Regions from separate parts of the Danio rerio genome. Here region 1 is linked to region 2. Evidence: chromatin contacts called from public Hi-C data. All regions are on one chromosome and are shown on one strand. The core of a region is the stretch at or near the end of the contact, and the rest is flanking DNA. Distances in the headings are between cores, read along the strand shown.

What was found. Hi-C and Micro-C count contacts between places; a contact is called where the count stands out from the background.
Region 1: a Hi-C map of hematopoietic stem cells shows a contact between it and region 2, with 4 times the contacts expected there. The contact joins the promoter of tgif1 here to the promoter of uba5 in region 2. A contact is called at or near these places in 3 of 18 Hi-C or Micro-C datasets (fibroblasts, hematopoietic stem cells and an unstated tissue).

The regions. Positions count from the first base shown.
Region 1 is chr24:9,644,065-9,647,049 of GRCz12tu, forward strand. It overlaps tgif1 (TGFB-induced factor homeobox 1), which reads right to left and starts at 1,554. Exons shown (of 3, transcript NM_199567.1): 1 at 1,317-1,554. The coding sequence starts at 1,332.
Region 2 is chr24:10,042,283-10,045,262 of GRCz12tu, forward strand. uba5 (ubiquitin-like modifier activating enzyme 5) reads right to left here and starts at 1,692. Exons shown (of 12, transcript NM_001305617.1): 1 at 1,337-1,692; 2 at 1,179-1,224; 3 at 993-1,082. The coding sequence starts at 1,485.

The DNA of each region.
Region 1 (2,985 bases), core at 304-2,803, 400 kb before region 2:
ACTGAGTGGGTAACATTGTGTCTACCAGCTCCTTTAGTGGAAGAAAGTAAGTCATGTGGGTTTGGAATAACATGATGGGGTGAGTAAGCCATGACAGGGTTTTGATTTTGAGTGAAGTAACCCGATATTATACCGTTCTTCCTGTTTCTGATGACGACTTGAATATTATTACCTCTTATATCATAAACCGGTTAGTTTGTCAATAACACGTTTTACTGAAAGTGCTTAAGGGGACTTTTAGTTCATGAGCACTCTAAGTGAAACAAAACTTTCCCTAACTTGAGCTCCAGGGTGTGCGTGGGATACTTAACAGTCAAAAACCGAAACGAGTGAAATCACGTACACGTCTATTTTTTGAGGTTGTGTGAGAAAATGATTAAACTTGTGAGAAGGAGTAATGAGAAGTAATTTTGTCGTCGGCCTACATGAGGAGGAGGAAGGGGGAGGGGAACCTGTTGCAAATCTCAAGACCGAACAAAAGAATGTCGCTTGTGGGACATTTCAAACTCTGTTTTATCGACTTTTCACGAGGTGAAAACTCGTGAAATCACGTCAGGTGGCGGATAAGAGCTTGACACGACACTCTACGCGACAAGGTGCCATAACATAAGAGAAATGTAAACTTAATAGCAGAGAATAGCTCGGGCTCTATTGTGTGCTGTGAGAAACACGAGGTCGGAGGGAATGTGAAAGCGTCGCCTCGAGGAAGCGGCGCGAAATACACAAACTTCACAAAAGGAGGTCAGGAATTATCGTTGCACGTTTTAAACCGCAGCACAATGTTTAAATGCAGTCAAAGCAACGAAGTAGTCGTCAAACTAAAAACAAGGCCACTCGGAAAGTTTCCCTCGTATTCCCAACAAACTTGAGTGAGTGTTGTGAGAAACTCTGAGCGCATGAGCATTTTCCCAAGCCAAAGAAGTTCAACCATTACACGAAGACGTTTTATACTCACTTAAACAACAACTACAGAGCTCATAAGAGTTACAGATGACAGTTATATTATACATTGGTGTATTAAAAAAAACACTGTAAAACAAATCATCAATACGACGGTTAAATAATCATATCTGTATAAAATCAAAGCTTTATATGCTGAATATAAACACGCGTGTTAATAATTCGAAACGGCTCATGGTGACAGCCCGCCAGCACATGGTGAGAAAAGGCTGTTTTGTCTGCAGTGGAAAACAATAGCAGGCAATGCCAGACATTTTCTGTTCAACCATCATCGACAAGTTCCATCCATATGTCACAATCACCGATAAAAAAACATAATAAATCGCTGATATAACAGATATGGAGATGATACGTACCCTTTTTGGTCTTCATGTCCGTCAAAATTCCCCTTTTCACGTTGGCAACAAGGAGGTCGATTCTTCCTCGCTTTAATCACTCACAACTGTATTATTCCAGATTGTTACGAAGTATCGAGCGCAAATATTTCTCTTTTTTGTCGAGGAATCACCGCGGAGCGCGTTTTTCATTTGTCGGAGACGCAACACATTGTCGGGTACCTGGGACAGGCTGCGCGTCTCATTCACTGTGTTTGATGTGGAAACTGGGTGACAGCTATCTTTGACAGCTGCGTGACTCAACGCGGTTAGATCCTCCCCCTCCGAGGGCAAGAAGGAAAAATCTGACATCAGACGTACAATAAGAGTAAAAAGAGACAGAAAAGGGGCTTTTAGACAAACCGATTTGAATCTGTAACGTGTGTAGAGAAAGATCTGGCGCGCGGGATGTGTTTGTGGAGACGTGTTTGGACATTGGATTGGATCTAGTTTCTGCACGTTTCCCTTTAATGACTGCGGCAGAGAGACAGGAAGCTGGTTTATTATGAATGTAGGTTAACATTACCAAGAGGCAGACACATGGCAGGGATATATCGGGACTGCTTTCATCAGCATACTTCTGTTAGGCGCCCTACTCCAAAACATTACTATTGTTTGTGTGTTGTTGTTGTTGTTTGTGTAATATGTTAGAATGGTATTCGTCTTAAGGCAAATACTTTGTTTTTTGATACTGCAGGATGTGTCGATGTGTTATCAGGTGCAATGCGGCATTTATTTCAGGTGACAGATGTGTGTGATGCGGTTGCAATTGTGAGAGAATCGTAAACAATATAATGAAAACAACTCCATGAATGATTTATAATGTACGTTTAAAGAAGTTCTCTTCGCATTTAAAGACTTGCAACTTATAAAACGAGTTTTGATTTTAACATAATAGACACGTTAAAAGAGTTAAACACACATTTTGCAAAATATGTTTACACAGACTTTTTAATTCACTTTCTCAGACTTTTTAGAGTGCAAACCCAACACTTTATCTGTGACTACAAATTAAACAAAACACATTTAATTGTACATTTATATGTTATGCCAGCTCATGAATATTACAAAATATGCTATGTTTAATCTCAGTATTAATCCCTAATTATTTAATGTTGCGAGTATTGTGTACAAAATAACACTGTTATTTAAATTTGACGTTACATATACGCAGTAACTTGCTGCTCACTAAATGTGATTTGTTGAACAAAGTGATATGCCAGATAAGAACGACTATTGGTCGCGTTTAGTGTGATTTACTATAAAGAACCGACTCATACGAGTCATTGCACCGTTTGGGTAGCGCCCTCGCTGCTTCCAATTCATTAGAATTAACCGACTCAAAGGAGTCATTTGCTCGGGAATCGGACTACTGGTCCCTTCATGTTTACATCGCTTCAGATTTAGTAGCTACTGAAGTTGGCGGTTGATAACCTTTAGTAAAGTGTTTCGAATACACGTTCTAACTTAAATCGAAGATTTTAAAAAATGCTTCCAAATAAGAATTGCTTCTAGGCTCTCAGCTCAATTTGTAAGCCGTACGTGATGCCTCCTGTTGGCGCAGCGCTGCGTGATACCCAGTTGACCGTTGGGATTAGATGGTTGTAAAGCAAGAATCGCTTGTTTCTTCAGCTGTCCCGGTGACGCGTCC
Region 2 (2,980 bases), core at 442-2,941:
TGCCTTTTATGTTGATAAAGAATAAAGAAGCGCGTTGCTTTTTTTGTGTCACTGGGAAACGACTGAATCAGCTGGGTATTGATTGTGCAAGAGTGTTGCTGTCTATGTTGTTACAATTGTAATATTTAATACTATTGTGATATTCAAGATTTGTACATTCATACAGCTCTGGATAATTTGAAACAGCGAGCACTAGTCTCTCCTACGTCTTCAGTTCTAGGATTTTTTTCCAGCTGTGGCGGCAGACCTTTTACACAAGTCTACCAACTACCTATGGCGTTATTTCAATTACAAATGGAGAAATGTCGTAAGCGCACTCTTACAAGTCGAGGTTGCATTTATGTAATACGAGCATGTGAATCTTTTTGCTTGTGTGCCGATTTCCCCTGCTCGTGCACAAACCTCTTGCACACCCCCTCAAATATGCACTGCTCAAGCGCAGATCTTCTTGTGCGCTTTCAAATAAACACTGCTGAAGTGCGAATTAGCGTGTTTATGTAACGAATATGTCTCCAACATTTATAAGATTTGCTAGGAATATTTAATAATTTCTCCAATAGACCTACAAAGCGCCATTGATGCATCCTGAAGTAAAGTGAATATATATAAATAAATAAAATCAGGATATGAGATTTTTGTATTGAGGTAAATTTGGTTTTATATTAGCACATTCTTATTTTTACCTTTTCTTATTATACTGTCAGAAAAATATTATTTGTGAATCTTAAATAGGTAAATCATATCAGCAGCCAATGACTATCAAAGTACAACAACTGTTCACGATCAAATGAATTTTGGTTATGTTGTTTTAAAGTCATACTTACTGTACATGGGATTTAGGACTGAATATTTAAAGTAGTTAGTAAACATTATAAGGACTGTTAAAAAACGAAAGAATGTGTGAATATAAAACCAACTTTACCCTAATGATCTTTGTCATATTACCCAGCACCATGACTTAATATCGAGGAATAAGAATAAGGGTGTATTACCTTACCAATGCCACATCTGGTGAGCATTTCTGCAGTGACACTCCCCACCCCACCGACTCCCACCACCGCCACAGCAAACGAGCGGATTTTCTGAGAATGACAGCAGGTGGACAATAATCATCTGAACACGAACAAGCTGTTTTAACACTGGTAAAGTCTCGTAAAATAACAGACAAGCATGTTTACCTCGTAGTCTTGCACTATCCCCATTCTCTTAAGTGCCATTAGACGACTGGAAGGCATTAGAAATAGGAGTTTAAGATGACACTTGCAGCAAACCAAGCTTTCCATATGGCTAAATACAAAATTAGTGATTAAAAATGAAAAAGAACGTAAATGCTCACCTATATGGATTTGAATCTACGACTTCGGCGCTCATTTGCTCAATTTTCGGTCTGATATTGTGTTCAGCATCACTTTGCTTCTGTTTGGATTTGATTAGTTCATTTTCTAACTCACGAATTCGCAGCTTGAGTTCCTCAACGGTGGCCATGTTCTTCTCTAAAAACGCTCTATTCTGCTAAACTCGGGTTGGTGTTGTCTGATGAAAAAAGGCACAGTGACGTTAGAGGAAAAAAAGATTAAAATATTACTTCATGTACACGTCTGCACTGTTACAAATCAGCTGGCGAGGATGAGTGTCTCTCGATATTGAGCCCGGAGTGCAACAACCAACACCAAGGAACTAAAGTTCCCACAGTGAATGAATACCGCGAGTCGGTTCATCAGTTTTCATCAGTTCTTCATTCATATTCTTTTTCGGCTTAGTCTTTTTATTAATCCGGGGTTGCCACAGCGGAGTGAACCGCCAACTTATCCAGCACCATTCTTCATTTTTTTTTTTAATTTAAAGAACAACATAAACATTTTACAACAAATATATAAATGCCAGGGCGTAGGTATAAACAAGACATACAAAAGGTAAAAATGTAAAAAGTGTAAAGTTACTACTATTCAATCCTAGAAAATATTAGGAAAAGATGTTTGGAGTTCAATAGTTTTGTTACCAATTCTTATCTTCAAAATTTATTTTTGTTCAATTATGTCAGAATTTTAGCTAAGGATGACACAGCAACCACACCTGGCAAGTTTTTTTTTTTTTTAGTTCATAAAGATGTACAAATATATTTTCACCACCAACTTATCCAGCAAATGTTTTACGCAGCGGATGCCCTTCCAGCCACAACCCAGTACTGGGAAACATACACACACAAACACACATTTGTATATATATATATATATATATATATATATATATATATATATCTTGACATTAACTTTTTTTTCTCACCACCACACTGGTCATTTTCACAAGACAAAATTTTGTTGTTGGAAACTGTATTTTATATACTCAAATTTGACTTTTGCATGCTAAAAGTACTTGAGTAAGAAACGTTTTACTTGATTTGGGGCATTAAAAAACTTTACCAATATTGATTACCAATATTATGATATAGATAGCCTATATCTGCTGTATTCAACCTAAAACCTACAGTAGGTTGATATAAAAACAAAACAACACCCATTCTTGTCTTAGAACATTTTATTATGCAAATTTTGAATAACAGTAAGTTCATGACATGTTAGATATATAGTAAATCTGCTGGTTTAAAACATACAGAATAATACAGTTCTGTAACAATTATAACATTATATCTTAGGACATATTTGATCAACTTTTTATTACCTAACATTACACCAAATGTTGACTAATAAAAGTACATTTATAACAACTAATTATTTATTAGACTACTGTATAGTCAAACCATGTTGCATACAAATGCATTCAACAAACTTATATGACAGTGTATTGCTGTAGAAGACAAATACAACACGAGACAGGGGTTTAGAAAGAGTATAGTATAGTTTATTTTGTTTGACCTGCAAACTTATCTAAACAAGATACACTTTCGGAAAACAGCCCGGAAACATTATAATGCACGCGCTCGTTAATAAAACCCGCGGTTGTCTTCAACTGTTGTCTTCAA